Linked DNA regions of Mus musculus: regions 2 and 3 are each linked to region 1. The links are chromatin contacts, called in public HiChIP or PLAC-seq and capture Hi-C maps. All regions are on one chromosome and are shown on one strand. Each heading gives the region's core, a stretch centred on a gene start, on an enhancer-like site or on the middle of the called end of the contact. The rest is flanking DNA. Distances are from core to core; before and after follow the strand shown.

Region 1 (4,206 bases), core at 1,682-4,181:
ACCCACCAGATTATACCAAAGACTAATGTACTTGGGATATAACCCACCAGATTATACCAAAGACTAATGTACTTGGGATATAACCCACCAGATTATACCAAAGACTAATGTACTTGGGATATAACCCACCAGATTATACCAAAGACTAATTGAAACAGACAATCCTACAGACTTAATTGAATCTGGCTGCATTTCCCATTTGAGAAGGTTGGCTTTCAGAGTCAGCTTGCTCTGTCTGCTTTTCCAAAGCAGTAAAATACAGGTGGAATGGAATCCCCTCTGCCTAATTCAAGGAGGCCCTGACACTGGAACCAAAGATGCTCTGTGACATCACTGTTTTGTGACATGCCTTCTGCCAAAGCTCTGGCTACTTCATGTTTGATGAGATGCCGGCTCACTGTGACATATTCAGCCTACGATGATGCATCTTAAAGTTGGGGACCCAACAGCCAGCTAGGTCCACAAGTGTTCAACGACATCCCATAAATAAAGAGTGCCTCTGGTGAGGTCTGTGGATGCTCTGTTCACCTGTAAAGGCAACGCCTCTGGCTGGTTAGCATCTTGTCCTCAGAGCAACCCTGATGAATCAGACAAGGAATGGGTTTTCTCTGAGTTTCTGAACTTGATAGTTGGCGATTACTTCCTTCATTATATCATCTTTTTTACGCTGTTCTTGGAAAACGCTTTTCCTGGCTGAAGTGCTTTCCAGCAAATTTATTTTAGACACGAAAAGCCTCAGCAACACGAGGAGACTGCAAGCATTTTGGAAGACTTTGAGTCAGGTTGTGCGCACACACACTGCAATCACACAGTGCAAATCACAGAGGGTGTGGATGAGCCTTGGTGTGTATTGATTACAAGAAATGTGTTCAAGGAATAGCAGCCCAAGCAATGTTTTTAAGCTCTTGTCCCACTTTCTACATTTCAGACTTCTTCCTCATGCAAGCTGGGCGTGTGTGTGTGTGTGTGTGTGTGTGTGTGTGTGTGTGTGTGTGATGTGCCACAAATCTTAGTTAAATTTGAGGATATATCAGGGAAGCTAAATTTAGGAGATATAGACTGTCACTACACTATAATATAATAGATTATTCGTGAAAAAAAGCATTATAACATGAAAATACCTCCAAAACTCAGAGGACGCTCTGAAAGAGCATTATGGCACTACTGTTCAGGCAAATATCAAAGGACTACAATTTGCATCATTGTGTTACTGCTACCATGTGAGTGAGTTTTCACCCCTCAGCCTCCATCAATCACAGCAGGGGGTTTGTCACGGAGAAATAATTCCCCTGGCTTTCAGTGCCACAGAAATTGGGAGCTAAATTATTTATTAGACAGTGCTCAGAAGGTATAAATACGACACAGCCATGGTTAGACTTCAAAAAGCCAGAAGGGGAAAAAATGGGATACGGGTACAAGTTCATGATGATCCTTGCTCAAAAAGATAGGGAATGATTTTTAATTTTTAAAATGTAGATCACACATAGCTGTCGCCTGCCTCCCCTTCATCTGGGCACATAAACACAGTGATCTTGGCAGGGAAATGCGTTCTCTCTTCACCCTGAGGCATTTCTGAGCATTTTAAATCTAAGGGGACCCGTCTAAGCCTCGCCAGGAACCTAGAGCCCTGACAGGTACAAGAAAAAATTTAGTCCTCCGCTATTTTAAAGTCAATTTACAAAGGTCTCCATGTGGGTGGTTTTTGTTTTTATTCTACAGGTATTGCTACTGCTACTGACGGCAAGCCAGTTCCCCTAACTTAATAACAAGGTTATGAACAAGCATCAGAAAAAAAGCATTTGAACCTTCAGAGTACAAACAACACACACTTCATCCCAGGGAACTGTCCAGAAGTTGGGACGGTGAGCATTAAGCCTGAGCAGCAACTCCAACACGAACAATGACTTTCAAACAAATCAACCTCCTCTATCTCGAAAGGAGAGAAAAAAACAACACGCACATGAGATGATTGAAAAGAAATTACAACTTCAACAGAACATATTCTAGCCAACCTACAAGACACTTTTTCGAACGGCTCCTTAAAGTAACAGAGTCAATCGATTCCACCTACAATTTTAACCTCTGTATAGACCCGCACTGGTAATAGCGTCTCGGTATGATCCGGTGGCCATACACTCAACAAATCAAGCAGGATGGATCTAGCACTTCCCAAGAACACCATCTGGAAAGTCTTTTGCCTCTAAGAGTAAAGGAAAGAAGCAGGCAAGGTTTATTGTTAGCCGGTGCATGTGAGAAGGACCAGGAAGGGGAGGGGTGGTGGTGGGAAGCGCTTACTTCGAAAATGCTCCGAAGCATAGTAATAGACATCCTCGTAGCCCTCCTGGTAGTCCTCTTCCGGCCGGTACTTTTTCCCCTTTCTTCTCCTAGATCTCCGAATCTGCTTGACAAATCCCAGGAAGCGGTCCATGACTGGCTCCCGGGGCAGCCGCGGCAGAGGCGCAGCCAGCAGCAGAGCCGAGAGCCCAGCTGCTCTTCAAGCCGGTGGAGCATGAATGACCCTCACCAAGCCCGGGGACCGGGACTCATCACCCTCCAGCCTTTCTCCTTGTGCCCATCAAGGCTGAGAGAGTTCAGCCACAGCAGGAGAAAACACAACAGCGACGTGGGAGTAGCTTGGGAAGACTTCTCTTTTAGCCCAAGAAACTGACAATTCTCCTATTTTTTTTTTTTTTTAAGGATGGGTGGGTTAGAGAAAAAAAGTAAGATTATGATAAAAGATATCAATTAAAGAAGGAAAAGGGGAAAAATAACCCGCGAAGCTGTGGGCTTCAACTTGTTTCAGAACCAAACAAAAGTTCAAGATATGCAGCTTGAAGCAAGAGGCATCCCAGCACTAAAATGTCACTACCCCACACCTCCATCACCGAGCGGGGGTGGGGAAGCGCGCTAGTCAATGGACTGAACCAAAGTAGGGAGAGCCTGGCTTTGCCCACCTGCTAATCCTGCCCACTCCTATTAGCATTCCTCTGCTCAAAGCACAGCAGCCGGATGGAAAACTTCCTAGAAAGCTGCGGTTTAGGAGTAGGGAAGGCTGGTTAACCCTTCGGCTCTCTGGCAAGCCACACTAGTGATCTTGCAAAGTGGTTTCACCCATACGCACAGCCCTCTTGCTGACTGAGCGTGCTGCATGTGTTAATTGGAGCAGCAGGGAGAAGGCTCAGCAGCTGCTTTCAAACCCACTGGGCATTAATGTATTCCAATCGCTGTTTGATCTAAATATTAAAATGCGCTTCTCAGAGAAGCCTCTCATAGGCTTAGGAACAGCAAATAAAGGGACTGGTAAAGGGACCGGCGGCCAGCAGCGTGGTGTCAGGGAAAGGGAACACAAACAATCCAACTTGGAACTCCAGGTTGATTCAGGCTGAGAGGTGTCACACCGCTTAACAATAAAACACAGGAGCTGAGAGGCAGATGAAACTCCACTCTGAATTGAATGTGTCCAAGCCTTTATCCTTATCTTCAAAATTCACAAACAACTTAAAAACAAAAACAAAACCCCCAACTCTATCAAAAATACTTGAGTCCAAAGGACCGAAGTTCCCTAGAGGCTACATGGGAAAACATGACTCCTGTGTAACACTCCCTCCTCTAGGGTCTTTCTTCAGAGGGTCTCCGCATGGATGGGGGTTCCTAACAGGAGGAACAAGTCATTTGGTTCCCAGTCTAATTCATCACTCACATGTCAGCCTATTACCTAGCGGACTAATGATATTCCTCAGCTCCTTGTTCCCAGAATTGTAATTTAAAGAAATGCCTTGTGACGGAATAATGGTTGTTCAATAACCATATCATAACGAGTGTGCAAGCCACCCCAAGGGGGCTGGCTGTACTCCCACTACTTGTCGTTGGGTTCACAGGCAATTGGTCTCTCTCCTGCATTTAGACAGGGCTCAGTTTTCAGATATAGATTGCTCATAATGAAGGCGGGACAATTTTATTTAGGAAGTCAAATATTTACCGACCAGGAATGTTCTGGCTCTGAAGTGTGTGCAGTCACATGCAATCCTCCCATGAATTTCCCCTATGCTTTGAGGTTTCTCATTCTGCATGCTGGAGAAGGCTGGATTTGTGTCGAGAGACACAGACCTAACGATGCTGACAGAAAGATGCTATAAAACATTTCATGAACATCTTTAAACAACAGCAACAACAACAACAAAAATCACCGTCCTTAGGTTCTGAATC
Region 2 (3,913 bases), core at 753-3,252, 440 kb before region 1:
TTCTAGTTGTAAAGAGTATAACACAGCCACAAATTATGCTGTTCCTGTAGCAAATTAATGTGCCAACGTTACTTTGTATTTCCTGGAAGGGAAATGCCCCTTGATACCAACTGCACCATCAGGGCAAATGTCCCCAAGAGAGGAGTTAGGGAAATGTAATTCATAATGGAACCAGTTCCAAATGGCGTGCTGAAGCATGGGATAAATAAATAGTCTCTGGTTATCCTACTACTGATGATAATTTCATGTCATCCTGAAAGTAAGCAGCAAATTGTATAGTGGGGCTGCCAGACACGGAATCTTGTCTTACCTCTCTTTTATGGTTTTTAATTTAAGATTAAAAAAAAAAAAAAGAGTTGTACTGACTTCAGCCAAGGGTAAATATTAATCTCTGACCTCTTACCGTTTCTATTTTATATAGCCTTCAGAAAAATATAAGATTGCAGCAGGCCATGGGTACGAAGCCAATATGCCTGTTTATATTAATCCCCTGCTGACAGCGCTAAGGCTTTGGTGGAGACAGGAGGCAGAGCAATCACTGACATTTTCATCATGCATTTGTCTAGCACTCGGAAGACAGGAAAATAATTTATGTGTTTACTCACAGCCTATATAGGCTATTAAAATGCATTTACCTAATGAAAAAATAACCGCTGAATTTTAGAAGAACTTGCTGGCGCTACCCCATCTTTCTCTCCACCTCGCATCCCGGCGCTATCATCTGGGCGTCAGTAATCATTTGAATGAGCTGAACGGCACCGTTCATTGTTTCCCAGGGAAAAGGTCTCATCGAGGACCCACAGTCCCTTTCGATTCCCTCCTATTCTAAGTTTCCCTTTGCCTGAATTGGGGTTTGCATTTGTCTGGATTAGTGGTTGGCCTTTCAAAGAAATAGTACACCTACTTGGTATTTCAAACAGGAAATGAAGATTAGGAATTAATTATTAAAGTGGTAAAATATCTAGAACTAGAAGAAATGAGGATATGAATTTACCCAGAGATTATTGACACTTCTCTACTTTTAAGGATGACAGGAAATAGGCAGACCTAAGAGCTGGGGGCTGCTGTGTTGCTGAGTGCCAACTACTAATGCTTCTGCGGAGGAGGAAGCAAGAACTGGCCGCTCTTTATGCCCCTATCATCGCTGTTAGGGCTCATTTAGAAGCAGAAGAAGAAAAGGTATCGCCATCCCTTCCATGTTCTTAAGGAGAAGCCGGCTGTCAAGTTCATGGAGGAAATAGAATTCTTCCCTAAAGTACAAAAGAAGGGAGGAACAGGAATGAGCAGAAACAATTGGACGTCATGATGTCATGTCCTGACCCCTGGGAAAAGACCACAGACTCAATTCAATTATAATTAAGGGATCTATTGATTAGCTCCTAGCAGGATGACAGGCTTAAAGCTGAATCTCAGACATGTCATGAAGGAGGGTGTGGGAAAAGGTCTTTTAAAGGCAAAAACCACAAGAAGACCTTCACTATCTATGAAAGCAAGTAAAAACTGGTCTGTTCCATCAAGGAGACCCCAAAATGACCATTGGGTGTCTGTATAAGCAAATTACAGAAGCCAAAAATGCAGTTAGCCATATTGTAGCAAGTAGATAGTCAAGGCTTATACATGGACAAGACTGGGTGGGATCACTGGGCCAGGTTACTGGGAACTTATCTTCCAGGGACTGAAGTCAGAGACAAATGGCTGATGGGTACCAAGATGGCTGCCTAGCATTAATGGAGTTTCTTTAGCCATCGTAGTCCCCACTGGCTCTAGATCATATGAATCAAACACTGATTAACATTTATGTGTATAGACTATGCCTTAGGGTTTTTATTGCTGTGAAGAGACACCATGACCATGACAACTCATAAAGGAAAGCATCTAATTGGGTCTGGCTTACAGATCAGAGGCCCATTATTCTCAAAGAGGAAGCACGGTGGCACGCAGGCAGACATGGTGCTGGAGACGGAGCTCAGAGTCGTACATCTTGATCCGAAGGTAGCAGGAAGTGAATTGAGAGACACACTTCCTCCAACAATGCCACGCCTCCTAACAGTGCCTCTCCCTGCTAGCCTAGGGGAGCCTCTGGCTGGAATCCAGAAGTAATTCCAGTGCCAGTGAAGGAAGGAACGCGCTGGCAAGTGTGTGGGGAAGTGGGGAACGAACAAGAGCTTCCTGGTCCATGTTCTTTGCATTGGCTGCCGGTAGAAGGTGTGGCCTGGCTAAAGGGGGCGGAGGGGGGCGTGTCTTCCCACCTGGAATGAACCAGTCAAGAAATTCCCTCACAGGTATACCCAATAGCTTGGGTTTTGGTTAATTCCTGATGTAGCAAAGTTGACAACCAAGAGCAGCTATCACATGGCCCAACAGACAACTCCGGCCCTTTAACTTATTAAGCACTCAAATGTGCTTGTCTACCACATATTTAAATTTCCAGGGGTGGTAATTGTATTATGCAATTTTGAATGAGGACGAGGCTCACGTTCTCTTAAAATAGGTGACATGAACCTGGAGAGGTGGCTCAGTGGATAAAACCTTTTTGCAAGCCTGAAGACTGGAGTGTTAGTAAGTACCCATAAAAATGCTCAGAAATGAGGTTGACCTCTCTGTAGTCCAACTGGAAGGCAAAGACAGGAGGACTCTGGGCAAGCACATCAATCAGGGACATAGGTGTTCAACAAAAGAACTGCCTCAGTAAATAAAACAGAGAGCATCAAGAGAGACACCCCGTATCGAACGCTGATCTCCACATACATGTGCAATGTACATACACCTATGGATGGGAATGCATATACATGCACATATAATATATATATACACACACACATATATATATGCATATATATATGAAAAACGTGACACAAATTCTCATTAGCTTCTACCTCTAGATGGCATTACCTTTTCTTTTATTTTTTTAAGTTATATCTTCCAGATTAATTTTTGCAAGTAAGTACAAGGAAAATCAGAAGTAAGCATGTATGGCTGGCTGCTCTAGCTACAGAACATCACTACATTGTCATTGGTTGAAAATTCTACTTCTAGCCGGCTCCTTTCATCAGCCCTTCCTGGTCCTTTTCTCTCTCAGCTGGTAAATCAATATCATATTAGTCGGTGCTCTCCAGAGGAGCGGAACCAATGGAGTATCTATAGATAAATAAGAGGAAAGGCCTTTAGTAGCTGGCTTCCATGATTAGGAAAGCTAAGATGCCCCATCATTTGACATCTGTAAAGTGAGACGCTCGCAAGCCAGTGGAGTAACTCAGTCTGGGCTCTGAGAACAGGTAAGACACCGGTCCCGGACTCAGAAGGACAGAGAAATAGAAATACTCCACCTGAAGACAGGAGAGATGGCTGGCTGTCCCGTTGCTGAGGAGACTCAGCAGTTTGCCCCTCCCCTTCCTTTACTTCCGTTCAATCATGGCCGTCGGCGTGATGGCTATCTGTATTCATGAGGGGAATCGCCTCTTCATGGTGTCCTCGTTCAACTTCAGTGTCTACTAGAAAGTTCCTCACAAGCATGGCTGGAGGGCTTGCCAGCTATCACTGTCCAGCCCACACAAGATTAACCTTCAGTTATTTCATCTCCTTCCCCTGTGGGAGGGCGCTGAGCTTTCCTTCCAGAAGGTCTGCGCCCTTTATGGGGAGCCACAATATTTTACTACTTTACGTCTTAGTTACTTTCCCATTACCGTGATAAAATGCCTTAGAGGAGGTGTGGCTTTGTTGCAGGAGGTGCGTGGTGCGTGGTGCATGACTGGGGGATGGGCTTGGGGGTCTCAGAAGCTCAAATCAGTTCACTTCCTGCCGCCTGTGGATCAAAGACAGAGCTCGCAGCTCCTTCTCCAGCACCAGGTCTGCCTGCACCCTGCAGTGTAAAATCAGTGTCTATTTTTGCGAAAAAGAAAACATATGAATGCAT
Region 3 (3,719 bases), core at 678-3,177, 510 kb before region 1:
GCTGTGCAAGAAAGACTTGGGTGGCACTGAGGAGAACCGTTTGAGGGGTGCAAAGTGGCCCGATTGAGAGTAGGGTAAGAGAAAGTGATGGTGAGACTACACAACTCTATGAGGAAGAAAGATGCAGAACATTTTGTTTTGAAGGCCGAAAAATTAGTATCGTATTTAAATTGTGATGGAGATGAGCCAGGCGAGTGAAGCAAAGTTAAAATCTCAGAGACAGACAACAACGGCTGCTCGCATACCCTTCTGTTAGAAGGAAAGGGTTTTAGGATCCAGAGCCGCTAAGAAAAGATGAGACTTATCTAGGGGTCTAGATGGTTCACCTCTAGAGATGAGAAACACGTTTATTATGGCGTGGACAGGAAGCACTGAGAGTGCACGCTTGGCCACGTGGTTCCCAGCTGGTGTAGTGTAGTGTAGTGTAGTGTAGTGTAGTGTAGTGTAGTGTAGTGTAGAGGTAAGCAGCTCACAGACACTGACTTCACGGATGGATTATGTCATTGGAGGCGTGGCTTTGGAGGGTGTATCTTGCCCCCAATCTCTTTCTCCTTGCCTCATGCCGCATTAGAAGACCTGGTGATGCAAACATTTTGAGTGTTACTGTTATTGTTATAGTGAGGATATTAAACATCCTCTGACTGCCCATATACTAAAAGCTTGCTTGCCAGCCTACAGTGCTGATAGGCGACTGAACCGGAACCAGATAGGTCTTAGTGCAAATAAATCAGATCCCTTGAAGGGAATTTGGTACCCTGGCCCTGTCCCCCTTCCTCCCTCCCTCTCTCTCATTTCCTGCCGCCATGGATCACTTACGCTATGACACTTTGGCTTCTCAGAGACCTCAAAAGACATTGGGGTCAAGCAACCATGGACTGAAGTTCCGAGGTTGTGTACCAAACAACTTCTTCTTTTGAAGCTGCTCGGTGGGGGCATTTTGTCAGAAAGCTAACACAACCACACATGGCGATTTCCTGTGCAGGCACACGTCTCAGGTTGCTTTTGTCTGGTCTAGAAAGTCAAAAAGAACCCTGTATCAATCTTCTCTCCCTCTGATGCTCAGCATGGTGGCATAGAGACCCTTTTTGGGGTGTAGCCTGATAAAACCGTAGTCCTTAGAATGAGGAGACTTAAGAAGTTTTGCTCAAACAGTTCTAACTTTGCCACTGTGGGTACTGAATGCCCAGGCACCATTGCTGCTGACCGCCAGGGGGCGCCATTCCAAAGACAAGCTCAGGGGATTGAAACAGGAGTTTGTTTTTCAGTGCCTGGTTATCATAAAATCTCCCACTTCATTTTCCCACCTCCTTTGTCAGTAGTATCCGTACCGTTCCTGCGGTGGTCATTACAGCATAAACGGTAGAATATTTCAACACACCAGCCAATGTTTCCTAAACTTCATTTTGCAAACTCGTTGAAGCACTGCGAGGAAAGAAAGGGAGACTGTAGTAAAACCAAGCGGCACGACGGCAGGGGTTGCCTTCTGCAGCAAGGATGAGCAGTTTGTTTGCCCAGGTTTGGCCTGTTTGTTGTGGTTTTCTTTTTATGTCCATTTCGCCCGGCGTGTACACGTTTCCTTCCGTTTAAAGTTATTTGGCAAAAACGTGTTTCTCGGTGAGCACGCATTTCTTTCCTGACGGGACAAAGAGAAACTTTAAAAGATGTAACACAAACCTCTTAGATCCATCGTGGCCAGGAGGCCGCCCGTCCCAGAGCAGCAGAGGGGTGGCGGCTTTCCCGGATTCCAGCCGCTGTTCCCCGCCCTCATTTTCTTGGCTGGTCTCCTGGGTCATGTCCCAAGACGGGGACGGACAGAACGGTTCATAACAAAGATGACCTGGGGTGCGGCGCGCAGGGTCGCGGGACAGCGGCTAGGAGCAAGGGCAGCCCAGGTCTCGCAGGGCGCATCCCTGGGGAGCGGCTCCCTACGTCACGTGGGGCCCGCCCTGCGACGGCGTGTTGCAAGCTCCGGGCAGCCGTCGTGGAGCTGAATTTCCGCGGTTGTGAAAGGCGGTGACAGCGGCGACCTCCCTGCTTCTCTGCGTGGGGTCCCGGGACTCCGCGATGGCCGGCCGGTGCGGGGCCCGTGGCGCGCTGTCGCCACAGTTGCTGCTCTTCGACCTGCCGCCCGCACTGCTGGGAGAGCTTTGCGGGATCCTGGACAGCTGCGATGGCCCGCTCGGCTGGCGGGGCCTGGGTGAGTGCGACTCAGACCTGCCGGTCCTCCCCCGCGAGGGACTCAGCAAACCCGGGGACCTGCCACTCACTCTCCTTCCCTCTCTGACAGTGGGGTACTGCTGTATCAAGTTAGGGGATTGGGTATGTCAGATGTCAAGAAAGCATCCCGTGCTGGGAAGAGATTCTCGCTTCACTCGGTTTGCAGTGTGCGCAGCAGTATGCAAATATTACCGTATGCAGGGCATGGCTACTGGCTCTACAACCCCTACATCAGATTTTTTTAATATTATAACTTCTTTTTTGAGATGCCGCTCAGTTGCTAGAGTGCTTACCTATAGATGTATGAAGCTGCATGTTCGATTCCCTAGCTTGGAATAAAACAGACAGTGGTAGTGCCAGTCATTGAGAGGTAGAAGTAGGCAGGACAGATGCTCAAGAGCATCCTCTCCTTGTAGAGAGTTCCTAGCTGGCTTGGGAAACATGAGACGCCATCTCAAAAACAAAAAGCAAACTTACTTTCTTTTCTTTCCTTTCTTTCTTTCTTTCTTTCTTTCTTTCTTTCTTCCTTCCTTCCTTCCTTCCTTCCTTCCTTCCTTTCTTTCTTTCTTTCTTTCTTTCTTTCTTTCTTTCTTTCTTTCTTTCTTTCTTTCTTTCTTTCTTTTCTCCTTTCCTTCTTCCTTCCTTCCTTCCTTCCTTCCTTCCTTCCTTCCTTTCTTTTAGAACTTTAAGATATCTATTCTTTGGTGTTTTTTGTGTGTGTATCCCACACTCCTCCCGCATCTAGAAGACAAATTCCAGGAACCAGTTCTCTCCTTCCACCACGGGATCCTGGGACAGAACTCAGATGGCATGCATAACCCACTTCGCTGTTTCCAATAAGTCTCCAATAATCTATAAGGGAAATGCTGTTTGCGGTGGATGTGATTTCCACTTTTCTTTCTTTCTTTCTTCCTTTCTCTCTCTCTCTCTCTCTCTCTCTCTCTCTCTCTCTCTCTCTCTCTCTTTCTTTCTTTCTTTTTAAGATTTATTTATTATATGTAAGTACACTGTAGCTGCCTTCAGACACTCCAGAAGAGGGCACCAGATCTCGTTACGGATGGTTGTGAGCCACCATGTGGTTGCTGGGAATTGAAGTCAGGACCTTCCGAAGAGCAGTCAGTGCTCTTTAACCACTGAGCCATCTCTCCAGCCCCGATTTCCACTTTTCTTAATTAAATGTTTTTTGCTTATTTGCCAAATCTACTGCAATAAAATTGTAAAGAAAGCCTCTTCATATTAATCTCAAAAGTTATCTTCAAATATCCATTTTATGCAGATTTGGTAAACTGAGCAACTACATATTGTAAAGTGGTGATATAGTAACAAAAAAGCTCAGCCGGGCATGGTGGCGCACGCCTTTAATCCCAGCACTTGGGAGGCAGAGGCAGGCGGATTTCTGAGTTCAAGGTCAGCCTGGTCTACAGAGTGAGTTCCAGGACAGCCATGGTTACACAGAGAAACCCTGTCTCGAAAAACAAACAAACAAACAAACAAACAAAAAG

Evidence for each region. HiChIP or PLAC-seq counts read pairs in DNA pulled down with a chosen protein or histone mark. Capture Hi-C pulls out chosen DNA fragments and counts their contacts.
Region 2: a contact with region 1 is called in a capture Hi-C map of embryonic stem cells, with 2.7 times the contacts expected there. The contact joins two enhancer-like sites. A contact is called at or near these places in 1 of 484 Hi-C or Micro-C datasets (cerebral cortex), 7 of 115 datasets of contacts at active chromatin or transcription factors (astrocytes, craniofacial prominence, embryonic basal ganglia and 4 more) and 1 of 9 other capture datasets (embryonic stem cells).
Region 3: a contact with region 1 is called in an H3K4me3 HiChIP or PLAC-seq map of embryonic forebrain, with 4 times the contacts expected there. The contact joins the promoter of Irak3 here to the enhancer-like site in region 1. A contact is called at or near these places in 5 of 115 datasets of contacts at active chromatin or transcription factors (astrocytes, embryonic basal ganglia, embryonic forebrain and 2 more).

What each region holds. Positions count from the first base shown.
Region 1 is chr10:119,690,711-119,694,916 of GRCm38.p6, reverse strand. All of the region lies in intron 1 of Grip1 (glutamate receptor interacting protein 1), which reads right to left. Among named protein-coding and RNA genes, the nearest start is that of Gm46207, 55 kb to the left of the region's middle. Within about 2 kb of position 2,931, at least 104 of the 459 cell types and tissues checked have an H3K27ac peak or open chromatin away from gene starts, as enhancers often do. A contact at or near this core is called in astrocytes, embryonic basal ganglia, embryonic forebrain and 3 more, where this site is marked.
Region 2 is chr10:120,134,425-120,138,337 of GRCm38.p6, reverse strand. No RefSeq gene overlaps it. Among named protein-coding and RNA genes, the nearest start is that of Helb, 23 kb to the right of the region's middle. Within about 2 kb of position 2,002, at least 24 of the 459 cell types and tissues checked have an H3K27ac peak or open chromatin away from gene starts, as enhancers often do. A contact at or near this core is called in embryonic stem cells, where this site is marked.
Region 3 is chr10:120,199,805-120,203,523 of GRCm38.p6, reverse strand. Irak3 (interleukin-1 receptor-associated kinase 3) reads left to right here and starts at 1,927. Exons shown (of 12, transcript NM_028679.4): 1 at 1,927-2,197. The coding sequence starts at 2,065. It overlaps Gm38500 (predicted gene, 38500), which reads right to left and starts at 1,934. Exons shown (of 3, transcript NR_166661.1): 1 at 1,675-1,934; 2 at 1,329-1,422; 3 at 1-576.